Regions from separate parts of the Mus musculus genome. Here region 1 is linked to region 2. The links are chromatin contacts, called in public Hi-C maps. All regions are on one chromosome and are shown on one strand. The core of a region is the stretch at or near the end of the contact, and the rest is flanking DNA. Distances in the headings are between cores, read along the strand shown. Region 1 overlaps Vav3 (vav 3 oncogene). Region 2 has its middle 91 kb from the start of Vav3.

The links. Hi-C and Micro-C count contacts between places; a contact is called where the count stands out from the background.
Region 1: a Hi-C map of bone marrow-derived macrophages shows a contact between it and region 2, with 24 read pairs. The contact joins two enhancer-like sites. A contact is called at or near these places in 2 of 484 Hi-C or Micro-C datasets (bone marrow-derived macrophages and peritoneal macrophages).

What each region holds. Positions count from the first base shown.
Region 1 is chr3:109,417,400-109,424,148 of GRCm38.p6, forward strand. Vav3 (vav 3 oncogene) reads left to right here. Exons shown (of 27, transcript NM_020505.2): 2 at 6,592-6,708. Among named protein-coding and RNA genes, the nearest start is that of Vav3, 80 kb to the left of the region's middle. Within about 2 kb of position 2,117, at least 5 of the 459 cell types and tissues checked have an H3K27ac peak or open chromatin away from gene starts, as enhancers often do. A contact at or near this core is called in bone marrow-derived macrophages, where this site is marked.
Region 2 is chr3:109,246,495-109,252,590 of GRCm38.p6, forward strand. No RefSeq gene overlaps it. Among named protein-coding and RNA genes, the nearest start is that of Vav3, 91 kb to the right of the region's middle. Within about 2 kb of position 2,982, at least 34 of the 459 cell types and tissues checked have an H3K27ac peak or open chromatin away from gene starts, as enhancers often do. A contact at or near this core is called in bone marrow-derived macrophages, where this site is marked.

The sequences.
Region 1 (6,749 bases), core at 867-3,366, 170 kb after region 2:
AAAGGAAGAAGTCAAAATATCACTATTTGCAGATGATATGATAGTATATATAAGTGACCCTCAAAATTCCACCAGAGAACTCATAAACCTGGTAAACAGCTTCGGTGAAGTAGCTGGATATAAAATTAACTCCAACAAGTCAATGGCCTTTCTGTACACAACGGATAAACGGGCTGAGAAAGAAATTAGGGAAACAACACTCTTTACAATAGTCACAAATAATATAAAATACCTTGGCATGACTCTAACTAAGGAAGTGAAAGATCTGTATGATAAGAACTTCAAGTCTCTGAAGAAAGAAATCTAAGAAGATCTCAGAAGATGGAAAGATCTCCCATGCTCATGGATTGGCAGGATCAACATTGTAAAAATGGCTATCTTGCCAAAAGCAATCTACAGATTCAATGCAATCCCCATCAAAATTTCAGCTCAATTTTTCACTGAGTAAGAAAGAGAAATTTGCAAATTCATCTGGAATAACAAAAAACCTAGGATAGCAAAAACTCTTCTCAAGGATAAAAGAACCTCTGTTGGAGTCACCATGCCTGACCTAAAGCTGTACTACAGAGCAATTGTGATTAAAAAAAACACTGCATGGTACTGGTACAGCGACCAACAGTTAGATCAATGGAATAGAATTGAAGACCCAGAAATGAACCCACACACCTATGGTCACTTGATCTTTGACAAAGGAGCTAAATCCATCCAGAGGGAAAAAGCCAGCATTTTCAACAAATGGTGCTGGCACAACTGGCAGTTATCCTGTAGAAGAATTCAAATTTATCCACTCTTATCTCCTTGTACAAAGCCCAAGTCTAAGTGGATCAAGGAACTCCACATAAAACCAGAGACACTGAAACTTATAGAGGAGAAAGTGGAGAAAAGCCTCAAAGATATGGGCACAGGGGAAAATTCCTGAACAGAACAGCATTGGCTTGTGCTGTAAGATTGAGAATTAACAAATGGGACCTCATAAAATTGCAAAGCTTTTGTAAGGCAAAAGACACTGTCAATAAGACAAAAAGGCCACCAACAGATTGGGAAAGGATCTTCACCAATCCTAAATCAGATAGGGGACTAATATCCAATATACACAAATAACTCAAGAATCTGGACTCCAGAAAATCAAATAACCCTATTAAAAATGAGGTACAGAGCTAAACAAAGAATTTTCTTTTTCTTTTCTTTTTTTCTTTTTTTCCTTCCTTCCTTCCTTCCTTCCTTCCTTCCTTCCTTCCTTCCTTCCTTCCTTCCTTCCTTTCTTTCTTTCTTTCTTTCTGAGACAGTGTTTCTCTGTATAGCCCTGGGTGTCCTGGAACTCACTTTGTAGACCAGGCTGGCCTCGAACTCATAAATCTGCCTGCCTCTGCCTCCCAAGTGCTGGCATTAAAGGCATGCACCACCACCGCCCGGCTAAGAATTTTCAACTGAGGAATACCAAATGTCTGAGAAGCACCTGAAAAATGTTCAACATCCTTAATCATCAGGGAAATGCAAATCAAAACAACCCTGAGATTCCACCTCACACCAGTCAGAATTGCTAAGATCAAAAATTCAGGTGACAGCAGATGCTGTTGAGGATGTGGTGAAAGAGGAACACTCCTCCATTGCTGTTGGGATTGCAAGCTGGTACAACCACTCTGGAAATCAGTCTGGTGGTTCCTCAGAAAATTTAACATAGTACTACTGGAGGATCCTGCAATACCTCTCCTGGGCATATACCCAGAAGATATTCCAACTTGTAATAAGAACACAAGCTCCACTATGTTCATAATAGCCTTATTTATAATAGCCATAAGCTGGAAAGAACCCAGCTGTCCTTCAACAGAAGAATGGATACAGAAAATGTAGTACATTTACAGAATGGAGTACTAAGCAGCTATTAAAAACAATGAATTTATGATATTCTTAGGCAAATGGATGGATCTGAGGATATCATCCTGAGTGAGGTAACCCAATCACAAAAGAAGTCACTTGATATGCACTCACTGATAAGTGGATATTAGCTCAGAAAGTTAGAATACCCAAGATACAATTCACAAAACACATGAAACTCAAGAAGAAGGAAGTCCAAAGTGTGGATAATTTGTTCCTCCTATGACTGGGCACAAAATACCCATGGAAGGAGTTACATAGACAATGTGTGGAGCTGAGACGGAATGAAGGACCATCAAGAGACTGCCCTACCCAGGGATCCATCCCATAAACAGCCACCAAACCCAAACACTACTGCATATGCCAGCAAGATTTTGCTGACAGCACCTTGATGTAGCTATCTCTTTTGAGGCTATGCCCCTGCTTGGCAAATACAGAAGTGGATGCTCACAGTCACCTATTGGATGGAACACAGGGCCCCCAATGGAGGAGGTAAAGAAATTACTCAAGTAGTTGAAGGGGTCTGCAACCCTATAGGAGGAACAACAATATGAACTAACCAGTAACCCCAGAGCTCATATCTCTAGCTGCATATGTAGCAGAGAATGGCCTTGTGGAACATCAATGAGAGGAGAGGCCCTTGGCCTTGCGAAGATTATATGCCCCAGTACAGGGGAATGCCAGGGCCAGGAAGTGGGAGTGGGTGGGCTGGCGAGCATGGAATGGCGAGGGTATAGGGAACTTTTGGGATAGCATTTGAAATGTAAATGAATAAAATATCTAATAAAATTGTTTTTGAAAAAAATTAAAAATAAATTGCTTTGGAAACCACTGGAGTAGATCTTAGCTTGGGTGAAAACGTTATAAAAAGAGATTGAGGTTGGAATGGTAGAAATTTGAATAGCTAATAGGCATTAATTGCTAATTCTCTTTAAAATCAAGTCTGAAAATAATATGAGAAGTGGTTTTTTTATGTGTCCTGATGTTATTGGTACACAGGGGAACATTCTAACCTCTAAGAGACACATGCTGAGTGATTTAGGAGGGAATACCCCTGTCTGCACCCTCCTTTTCACAGCACAGACAGAATGTTTTTTGCGGTAACGGCCATGCACACGAAAGCACACACAGAGCTGTTGTGAGTGTGGAATAGGTGGAAGTACACGGTGTAGGTATATTATTCTTTCAGCCTTTGTGCTGGATTTCTTAAACTGGAAACTGAATAGAATCAAAGGAGTGAATACGTGAAGGAGCAGGGTGTCTGGTGGGCTCAGCTGTGTTTGGGACCTCCATAATGATGCCACAGCCCCCTTCCTCTGTCCCTCCACTCTGCTCCTGTTTTTGCCCACAGCAGAACACTTGGGAGTCCAGAGTGCATGCAGAGCCTAGTGCTTTCAGCCAAATTTTGAAGCACTATGAAGATCTCCCAGGAGTATTACTAGAAACGCTTAAAGCAGAGCCTTTTAGCTTTTCCAGTATCTATGATATTGCAGGCATTCAAAAACAGTTGGCTAAAACCAGGTATTAAACAGAGTAATCAGGCTAGTGAATTGCTGGAAAAGCAAGAGCACACGAGTGACTTTGTTGGGATCCAGCAAACACTTGTGGATCGGAATAGAATTGAACTTGCGAAGGTTAAGGAAGGTTAATATTGGCTCCAGTAAATTCAAAGCCTGATTTTCAGGCTTCGTGACTGTTTTCAACTGTTTCGACTTTGAATGATGCTTCTTGCCTTTCTGACTTCATGATCAAAGCGTTTTGGTAGAGACCTGCTGCAAGTTTTTCCTACACATGGGGAAAATGTGGGTTTGGTGAGACATCTTCAGAGGGTGGTATTTGCAACTGTGCTTTGTTCCTTGGTGAGCTATGAGTCTCTCCTCACTTAATTATGTTAAAAAATACTGCAAGAGAGCAATTGCATAATCCCCCAGAGAGTAATTATTGCCTGTCTTGGCAGAATGCAAGGCTTTTAATCTGTAAATAAGTGATTCTGTGTGGAGGAGCAACATGCAGAGTGATGCTGTGTAGTAAAGGTCTCATGAATCTTTAAAGTGACAGCAGTCGCTGCATCCCCTGATTGGCTGCTGTTTGCCTTTCAAAGCCTTTACGATGCTTCCCTTGTGGTTTTAACCCCTCCTGAAATATTTAAGCCTCCAAATGCTTCCTGTAAAGGGTAAAACTCAAGTTAAGTCCATGACGAATCTGGATGCAGAAAAAGCAAGAGGAGATTTTCCAAGTTTATAAATACTAAAAACCAAAACAAGATGCAATATTGACAGTCAGTGCTTTGGAAACACATGAAAACAAAGAAGCAATAATTACTCACTTATCAATATAGTACTCACATATTGGAGATTAAGTTTTTGTTGTTTTGTTTTGAGATGGTCTCAGGTAGCTCAGGCTAACCCTGAGCTCACTGCATAGCTGAGGATAACCCTGAACTCCTGATACTCCTATTTCCCATGTGAGTTGGGATTATAGGGTCACACCGGCCACCAGGAGATTAAGTTCACGAAGTTATTCTGGAATGATTGACATGTAATAAACTACATTTATTGGATGCTCACAGTCAGCTATTGGATGGAACACAGGGCCCCCCATGGAGGAGCTAGAGAAAGTACCCAAGGAGCTGAAGGGGTCTGCAACCCTATAGGTGGAACAACAATATGAACTAACCAGTAACCCCAGAGCTTGTGTCTCTAGCTGCATTTGTAGCAGAAGATGAACTAGTCTGCCATCATTGTAAGAGAGGCCCCTTGGTCTAGCAAACTTTATATGCCCCAATACAGAGGAAACAGCAGGGCCAAGAAGTGGGAGTGGGTGGGTAGGGGGTCGGGGGGGTGGGGAGGGTATAGGGGATTTTCGGGATAGCCTTTGAAATGTAAATGAAGTAAATACCTAATAAAAAATTGGAAAAAATAAAGTTTTGACATTAAGTACTAAAAATTTAAAATGTATGTCACGGCAGTTCATATTTCCCAAAGACTTAATTTACTAAACTAAGAGTGGTAACTTATACATAGAATATTATACACTTGGGAAACTGAGGCAAAAGGATTACTTTGAGTTCAAGGTCAGCCTGGTCTTCATTGCTAGTTCCAAGTTACCCTGGGTGACAATGTAAGAACTTGTCACAAGCAAACCCAGAATTAATTTGCTTCTGAGATGTGCATGTAGGTAGATTTGTGTCTTTCAGGTAGTAACAGTGAGCTCCAACATCTGGGTTTTAAGTGGTCAATAGCATCTTCCTGTCTGTCTCCTGTTCTGGTTGCTTGGAGGAGCTGGGCATGCACCTGTCCAAGGTCAGCCTCTGCACTTCACAAAGGAACCCCTCCCCTTTGCCTGCTCAAGGACTTCATTGGGCAATGATGTCTCTTTCTGGGTAACCCCTGCTCCCTGTTAAGTTTTCCTTCCCTTTGCAGTGATGATCCACAGCCTCTATCCTGGCTTCACTTTCTCTCTTCTCCACCGCCCTGGATCTACTCCAATCTTTTGCCCCAGTCCCTGACCCCATAGAGCCTACTATTGTCCAAGAAGGTTACTGTCTGCAACCTTCACTGCCAACTCCCCTAGGCAGTGATGAGCTTCACCTTTCTGTTCAGCAACAGCAGCAACATTACAGTTCTGAAGCAGCAATGGAAATAATTGTATGGTTGGGGGCTGTCACCACACCAGGAACTTTAATTAAAGGGTCGAAGCATTAGGTCGTTTGAGAACCACTGCTCTAAATATTCTGGGACTTAGGGTTGAAGTCCATGACTATCACCTGGGATGTAGACTTACATATCCAGTTGCAGCCTGATGAGTAATGGCGTCTCAGATGTAACACCATGGGAGTGTAATTCCTTGTTTGTCCATGATCATCTGTCATTTATTTGGACTTATTGCAGTACTTCCTGTTTCCCTGCCTCGCACTTACCCCAGTGTACCCTAGTCTGCCAGCAGCACAGCAGCTCCTGAAAATCCTTATGAGACATTGAATTTTATTTCACCTTTGGCCCAAGCACCTGATATTTTCCATATCAGAATAAGGCTATTCAACAGGCCCTTACTTGTGTGACTCCTCCCTTTTTAGAATACCTTTACCTTTCTCCCTAGGACACTCTCTGCCCTGATGTCTCTTGCAGACACTCCTACCTCAGACATCCCTATGACTGTTTGCCTCAGTGAGATTGTTTCTAACCATTCTAGTTAAGCTCTACCTGCCCCTGCCCATTTGCTCTCCAGATCCCTTCTCTGGGCACCATATAAAAACACAAATTAAACTATTTAATTTGGTTTGTTTCCATGTTTGTGCTCAGCTGTCATCTCATATTGCAATGTAATCTTCAAGAGGCTTCAAGCTGTGTCTGTCTGGTCACAGCCGGTTCACAGCCTTGCTGAACTGATCAAAGGCAATAAGGAGACTTACGAAGCAAGCTGTTGTGTTATTGTTTCTGCCAAGCAGAATCTAGATTTTAAAAAGATGTGAAAACTGAAGGGGTGGGTTTTGAGAAGAGGAAGGGAACTAGAAGGTGGTGGGGACAAGAGAGGACAGTGGGTGATGAATTTATACCATGTATATGAAGAACATATTATGACTCATATACACATGAAAAAATAGAACAAGAAAAACAGATTGGTCCTTCCTTCACACTCTCCTTGTAGCTTATGTGGGACAGAAGACAGGTCACACTCAGAAATGCTCACTATATACTGCTGTTTTCTGTTCTGCAGTTTCTCTGTTTGAAGAACATCCGGACATTCCTGGCCGCCTGCTGCGATACCTTTGGAATGAGGAAAAGTGAACTTTTTGAGGCATTTGACCTATTTGATGTTCGAGACTTTGGAAAGGTACTGATCTATTTGCTTTTGAATTAATTTTTTTTTATAGT
Region 2 (6,096 bases), core at 1,732-4,231:
GGTCAGCTTTGTTCATATTTCTTTGGCTCTACCTTCATGGGCACAAAAAATGTTGTAGCAGTTACTAGGATTGTATCCTTCAAAGTCAATGTTCAAAGCTTGAAAAGGCAGTTCCTCCCATGTCCTTTTGTTAGTCATCTTCCTTTACTTTGACAAATACCTGAGAGAGTCAATTCATAAAGAGAACAAAGGCCCATAGTCATGATGCTCTCATCTGTTCTTATAAGCCCCTGGTCAGGGTACTGGATGGTAATATTGAAAAATATGCAGCAGAACAAATGGCCCACCCTGTGGCTAGGATGCAAAAGACAGGAAGAGGAGAGGGTTTGAGACTTACTGTCCCCTTTCAGGGCACACCTTTAGTGTCCTGAAGACACATTGGGTTCTACTTCTTAAAGATAGGTTTTATATTTCCCCTTTATAGTGGAAACTCTGCCTCAGGGACCTCTAGGGGACATTAAAGATCTAGCATTGTATTTTGTTAGAGGGGAAGCCTTTCCTTGAAGTGCCCCAGCAGTCCTCCTTTGTTGGTAGTATGTCTCTGAGCCCATTTCGGCATGAACATCCTATTAGCCAAAGTGCATGGATAACAGACAAGAGGCAGTCTATCATGCCTGCCTCCTCCTCTGCTCTGTCCCCAACTAGGCAGCTCTAACTAGATGGGAAAGAGTAGGTGGTATTTTGTCCACATGAACATGTGGAGGGTTCCTTTTTCTTCTTACTCTAGTCTACTACACTTACTTTTGGGGGCTCCTAAGATAGCCACTGGTAAAGGGAAGCTTGAGATTATGGATCATGGGACATAAAAGCAAAAGACAGAACTTCATTGGAAGGTTGACATACTGACAGGTGAAGGTCCAGGTGAGCATTGAGTGAGAGGCTGAGGCATGAGTGGGAACTGTGTGATCCCTCTGGGCATCAGGGAAATTTGTAAGAGATTCCTGTGATAACTTGCACCAAGGTGTAAAACTGACATGTTATACACATGTGTAGACTGTTTCAACTCAGGTAATTATCCAGATAGCATATAATATTTCAATTCTCTGACCTACCGCCCTGGAATGGATGGTCTTGATATGGATAATGGACTCTTGGCTTCTGCTGTTGAAGTTTGCCCTCTTGGGACAAGACATTGCCAGACTTGGTGCTATACTATTTCAGGATGTATTTTGTCATCTTTATAATAACATACAATTAACATACAATTAACTCACATCATTTGTTCAAGCTCAGTCAAGTTTTTAATGTAGAGTCTTAGTGGGTGCATGAATGGGAAGCAAGCTTTAGGAGTGGAGGGCTCAAAGGAGTGTGTGAGATGCAGAAGAGAGGCTGCCTGGAGTTTTCCTGACATATAGTGGGCATCAGTAAGTATTTATTTCCTTCCCTTATTTGACCTAATTATTATTTCCCAAAGTTTTCATCAGAATAGTCCTCCATTTCCTTTGGAACACCCCTTAATCCTACTCTAGAGAGAGAAAGCAGAGAATAGCCAGAATTTTAAGATGAAGTGAAGTCAAAGAAACAGAAAGGCACTCTGTATGTGTGCTGCATGTGCTTGGGGTTCTAAGGTGAGTGACTGCTCCTGTCTGAATGTTTCCTATGTGTGGTGAGAGCTAATGTAAGGACAGAAACCATACAGAGATTGTGTGAGTGCTGAGAGAGTGTGTGCTGTTGGTCAGAACAGAAAGAGTGTGGGAAGCCTTCCTTGCAATGGCTTCTGTCTTTGAGGCGTATCCCTCATCCATGTTGTAGTGCAGTTCCCAGGGACTCTGCTAACCTTAAGGTGGGCTGGCAGAGAAGATATCTTTTTTTTTTCCTCAGAAGTTTTAAAAAGATTCAAAGAACTGCTACACTCATATACTCATAGTTGGGTTTTTTGTTTGTTTGGTTTTTTTTAAGGCAGATAATCAATATCAAAAGATTTTCAGTATTAGCCCCCAATCCTTATTACATGAGTCTCTGAATTTTCTGGAAATAGTTAGCAAAAGTCATTCTGCACAGATTGATGCCTTAGAGAAACAGAAAACTTCTCACCAGTGTACCGTTCTATTCTGCCTCATTGCTGTCTGTTAACATATTTAGTTGGTAATCGTTTCCAAGTTAAGTTTAGGCTCATGTCCTTTGATGAGCCTACTCATCAATTTGGATCTAGAGAGCAGGGAGATCTGGAAAGCCTTGGGAAGAATTTGACTAAAAACTCGGCTTTGAAACGAATAAGTTATGTTTGTGGGCAAGTTCTAGAATATCTGATGGCTGCAGGCATATAAATTATGTGTGTCTCACTTATGTAAAGAGCTAGTGTCTGATAAATGACAGAAGGGTAAGGAACTCTAGCAGAGGTTTTCACAGCACCTGCAATTGTCACTGGGGCAGAGAGCCACTTCCAGGCTCAAGTCCTGTCTGGATCCTTAAGCCTGCTTAGTTTCCTGCTTTCCATCCCTGCCATACTTGGCCACTTCCCCCCAACCCCCAAATGAAAGCCAAGTGAGCTCACATCCTTCTGTGGACTCTCACTCCCAGATTGTTTCCTTCATTTCCATGCCTGACTCATCCTCCCACTTCTGAGCTCTCTGCCAGCCATTTCAGCAGGTCCTCTGGAATCCCCATTCACGAGACCCACCCTCTCCCACTCTTGTTGGTCACAGATCATTTGTTCCTCTTCCTTACCCTATTGAAACCCAGCTCTCCCCTAGGGACAAGATTCTTTTTCTCCCAAGTCCCCCAACTCAAAGGCTTTGGAAGGTTTGGAGTTTATTTATAGAGTCTTTGGATTTTTAGTGCCTGAAGTTTTAAAGTATTTGAATTTGTAAAGACTATAGGATTTTAAAATCTGTAATGTGTTTTCTATTTGTGACATTTATTAATATGAAATCTTAGAGGTGAACAAAAAAGGAAGTTATTGAAACAATGGTGTATTGCTTTGTTATGTCAAGTGTACTGGCAAGTTCTAGGTCAACAATACAAACTAGAGTCATTTTGCAAGAGGGAAGCTCAGCTGAGAAACTTGCCTGTGGGCAAAGGCTGTGTTGTATTATTTTGGTTGATAATTAATGGAAGGGCCCAGCTCACTGGATGGATGACCTTGGATGCTATAAGAAAGCAGGCTGAGCAAACCACGAGGTAGCAAGTCAGTAAGAACACTACTCCATGGCTCTGGATTGGCTTCTGTCTCCAAGTTCTTGCCCTGATTGAGTTCCTGCTTTGGAGTCCCTAAGTGGACTGTGACTCAGGGTATGCAAGCCAAATCAATGCTTTCCTCCCCATTCTGCTTTGGTCCTGGTGTTTTATCTCAGCCATAGAAACCCTAACTAAGAGGAGAGGCAACAGGAGCATTCTCCCCCTCCCCCTTTGCTACTTCACATTTCCCATTGGTGTTTGCCCCTAAAACCTCCTTCACATACCCTCATAATAAAATAGAAAATTAAACCAGAACTGCCGGAACAAATCATTTCAATTCTAGGACTGCCTCAGAAGCATAGAGATACATGAAAAGGAAGTGTCTCATTGTGTTAAATGGCTCCATCCCTTACTTATGTAGACTTCATTGCAGAAGTTCCACAGTGGTGAATTCCTCTGGTTGCCTGTTCTACCCTTTGTGGCCATTTAGTCTCAACTTCTTAAAGGTGTATTAGGGAAAATGAATGAAGTCCTGCCTACAGAGAGCTCGGTACAGTGCTTGGAGCATGAGCAAGACACAGGAGGGCTGTCACTCATTAACATCTTTGCTGTGCCACAATCATTTGTCAACTGCTCTCTCATAACTTTGGCTCCCCTCCCTCCCCCTTAGAGTGAGAGCATGCCATCTCCTGCTTAAGGCCTTCTGCCCACCATTGTTCCTCCAGCACGTGGAGGACAATATCAAACCCAAGACACCAGAATGAGTCCAGCTTTGCACCAGGAGGCCCTGCAGAGTTTGGCCCTGCCTGGGTCTGACAGCCGGTCCTCAGTGCTCTCTGTGTGCCCACCCTCTGACCTCCTTGTTGTTTCTTAGACTTGCCATGCTTGCTATTGCCTCATAGCCTTTGAATTTGTTCCCCACCAGGAACATTCATGGTCCTGCATGGTCTTAGTCTTCCTTCTATATCTGGTCCAATAGATCTTCCTGGAAGTTGTGAAATGTGTTGCCTTCTTTACTTTCTTTATGACACTTTAATTCTAGTCACTCGGTTTCATGGCCATGGCCCACCTCCCTCTACTGGGTCCTAATCTCCCCAAGAGTAGATCTTTGGGGTCTTTCTCAGCACTTGAGATTAACATCCTTGGTGCTCAGAGCAGAAAGCCCAACTTGGTTTAAGAATACTAGAAGTATCTGAACAGTGAGAAAAGGCATGACCAGGAATGGCTTTAACTGTTGTACCCAGTTCAAAGACATACTGCTTTCTACCCAGATGCTGCCATCCCCCCACCATCCTGCTTAAAAGAACTCCCGGGGTACCAATTAGAATGTAGAATTGTTAGGCTCTGTGACCTGTGAACCTCTGAGATGATTTTCTCTATACACAAGAGATTATGAGTTAGTTTCAACTTCTCCCATGCCTGTGGATCATCAAACCAGCATCCAAACAAACCTCAAAGGGACAATAGCTTAGGGAGACATCAACCTTCTTTGAGGTGATGTGTGGAAGATGGTTGGGGACACTGGAAGAGACACAGAGTGATGCAGGGACTGTGTTAATTCATCGTCTGTACCTTGCTGCTAGAGAAAGCCACACTTGGAATTCACCAGGAAACTAGGATCTCCAGGAGTCTCAATCCTGGCTTCCTGGCAGCCAGTACTTTTTCTTCTTCAATTCAATTAAATCAGTCCTAATGAGTGGGTCTATAGAATGGAAGCTCCTGTTTGCAGAGCCCAGGGAATGATAACCAGCCAACATTAATGAGGATGGTCACTGAAAATGAGAAAACTTGATTCTCCCACCCAGGCAGCAGGTAGAGTTCTGGTTTCAGGCATCAAGGTTCAGACTTGTAGCTCATAGTCTCCTTTGCAGTGAGAGACATTTAGCAACAGAGCTCCTGGGCTTTTCCTATGTCCTGACTCCTCTCAGTTCGGCCATGCTCGATCCGTGATTCCTCTGGCTGCCTCACTACAGAAGTCTCTCAATAAACAGAAGCAACCGCATTTTAACGGAGATGGTAAAATACCTTTCCTGATTCCGTAGGCACGGGTCGAGGGCAGGAGTCAGAGGTCTGACACGCAGCTCATGTTTACCCTTTGATCATGTGTCATTTTTGTTAGAAGACAACATATGCCATCCTTTGCTGTGTTTTTAAAATAGATTCAGAGGAAGTATGGAATTAATCTTAACCTTAAACACATTGAGCCCAGTACTTCCTATCCAACTGGAGAATGCACTATCTAGTTTCCTACACCTCGCCCTTGCTAAGTTTAGGCCCTTTGGGTCAGCTGTTAAGAAGGAAAAGAAGTGGGAGGAGGCAGGGCTTCAGGAGGATAAGGCATAGCACAGCCCAGAGCATCCAACTTACTTCCTCACAACTCCCCTCCCCCACTGTAATGTAATCAGGCTAAAGGGCCTTGTGATTTTCAGTGTTTCAAAGAGGGAACAGGGCATTTCTCTTTCTCACTGTGCTCCACTTTATTGATGTATCTTTATGAGTGCTGAAAAACAGCCCATTAACAGCACATATCTTGATGGTCTTGCTATTCTATAGAAAGCACAGCTTTGCTTTGCTCGTTAAAAACTGGCTCTAAGAAGAAAGTAACCACATAAGATCTCCATTTTATCTGCTCTCCAAGGCAGAGAGAGGCAGTGCTGAGCAACAGTGCTTGTAGAATTTGTCTTTTTCATCTCTCTCTCTCTCTCTGCATGCATGTATGTATGCATGTATGTATTTATATATTTAAAGTATTCACTCACTTTATATCCCAGTTGTAGCCCCCTCCTTCCTCTCCTCCTAATCTCACCCTTATAACCCCTCCCCCCAAGTTACCCCCTCAGAGAAGAGGAAGCTCCTCTTGGGTACCACCCTGCCCTGGAATATCAAGTCGCAGAAAAACTATGCACATCTTACCCCACTGAAGCCCGAGTAGGCAGGCCAGCTAGGGGGAGGGTATCCAGTAGCAGGCAACCCTCCTGA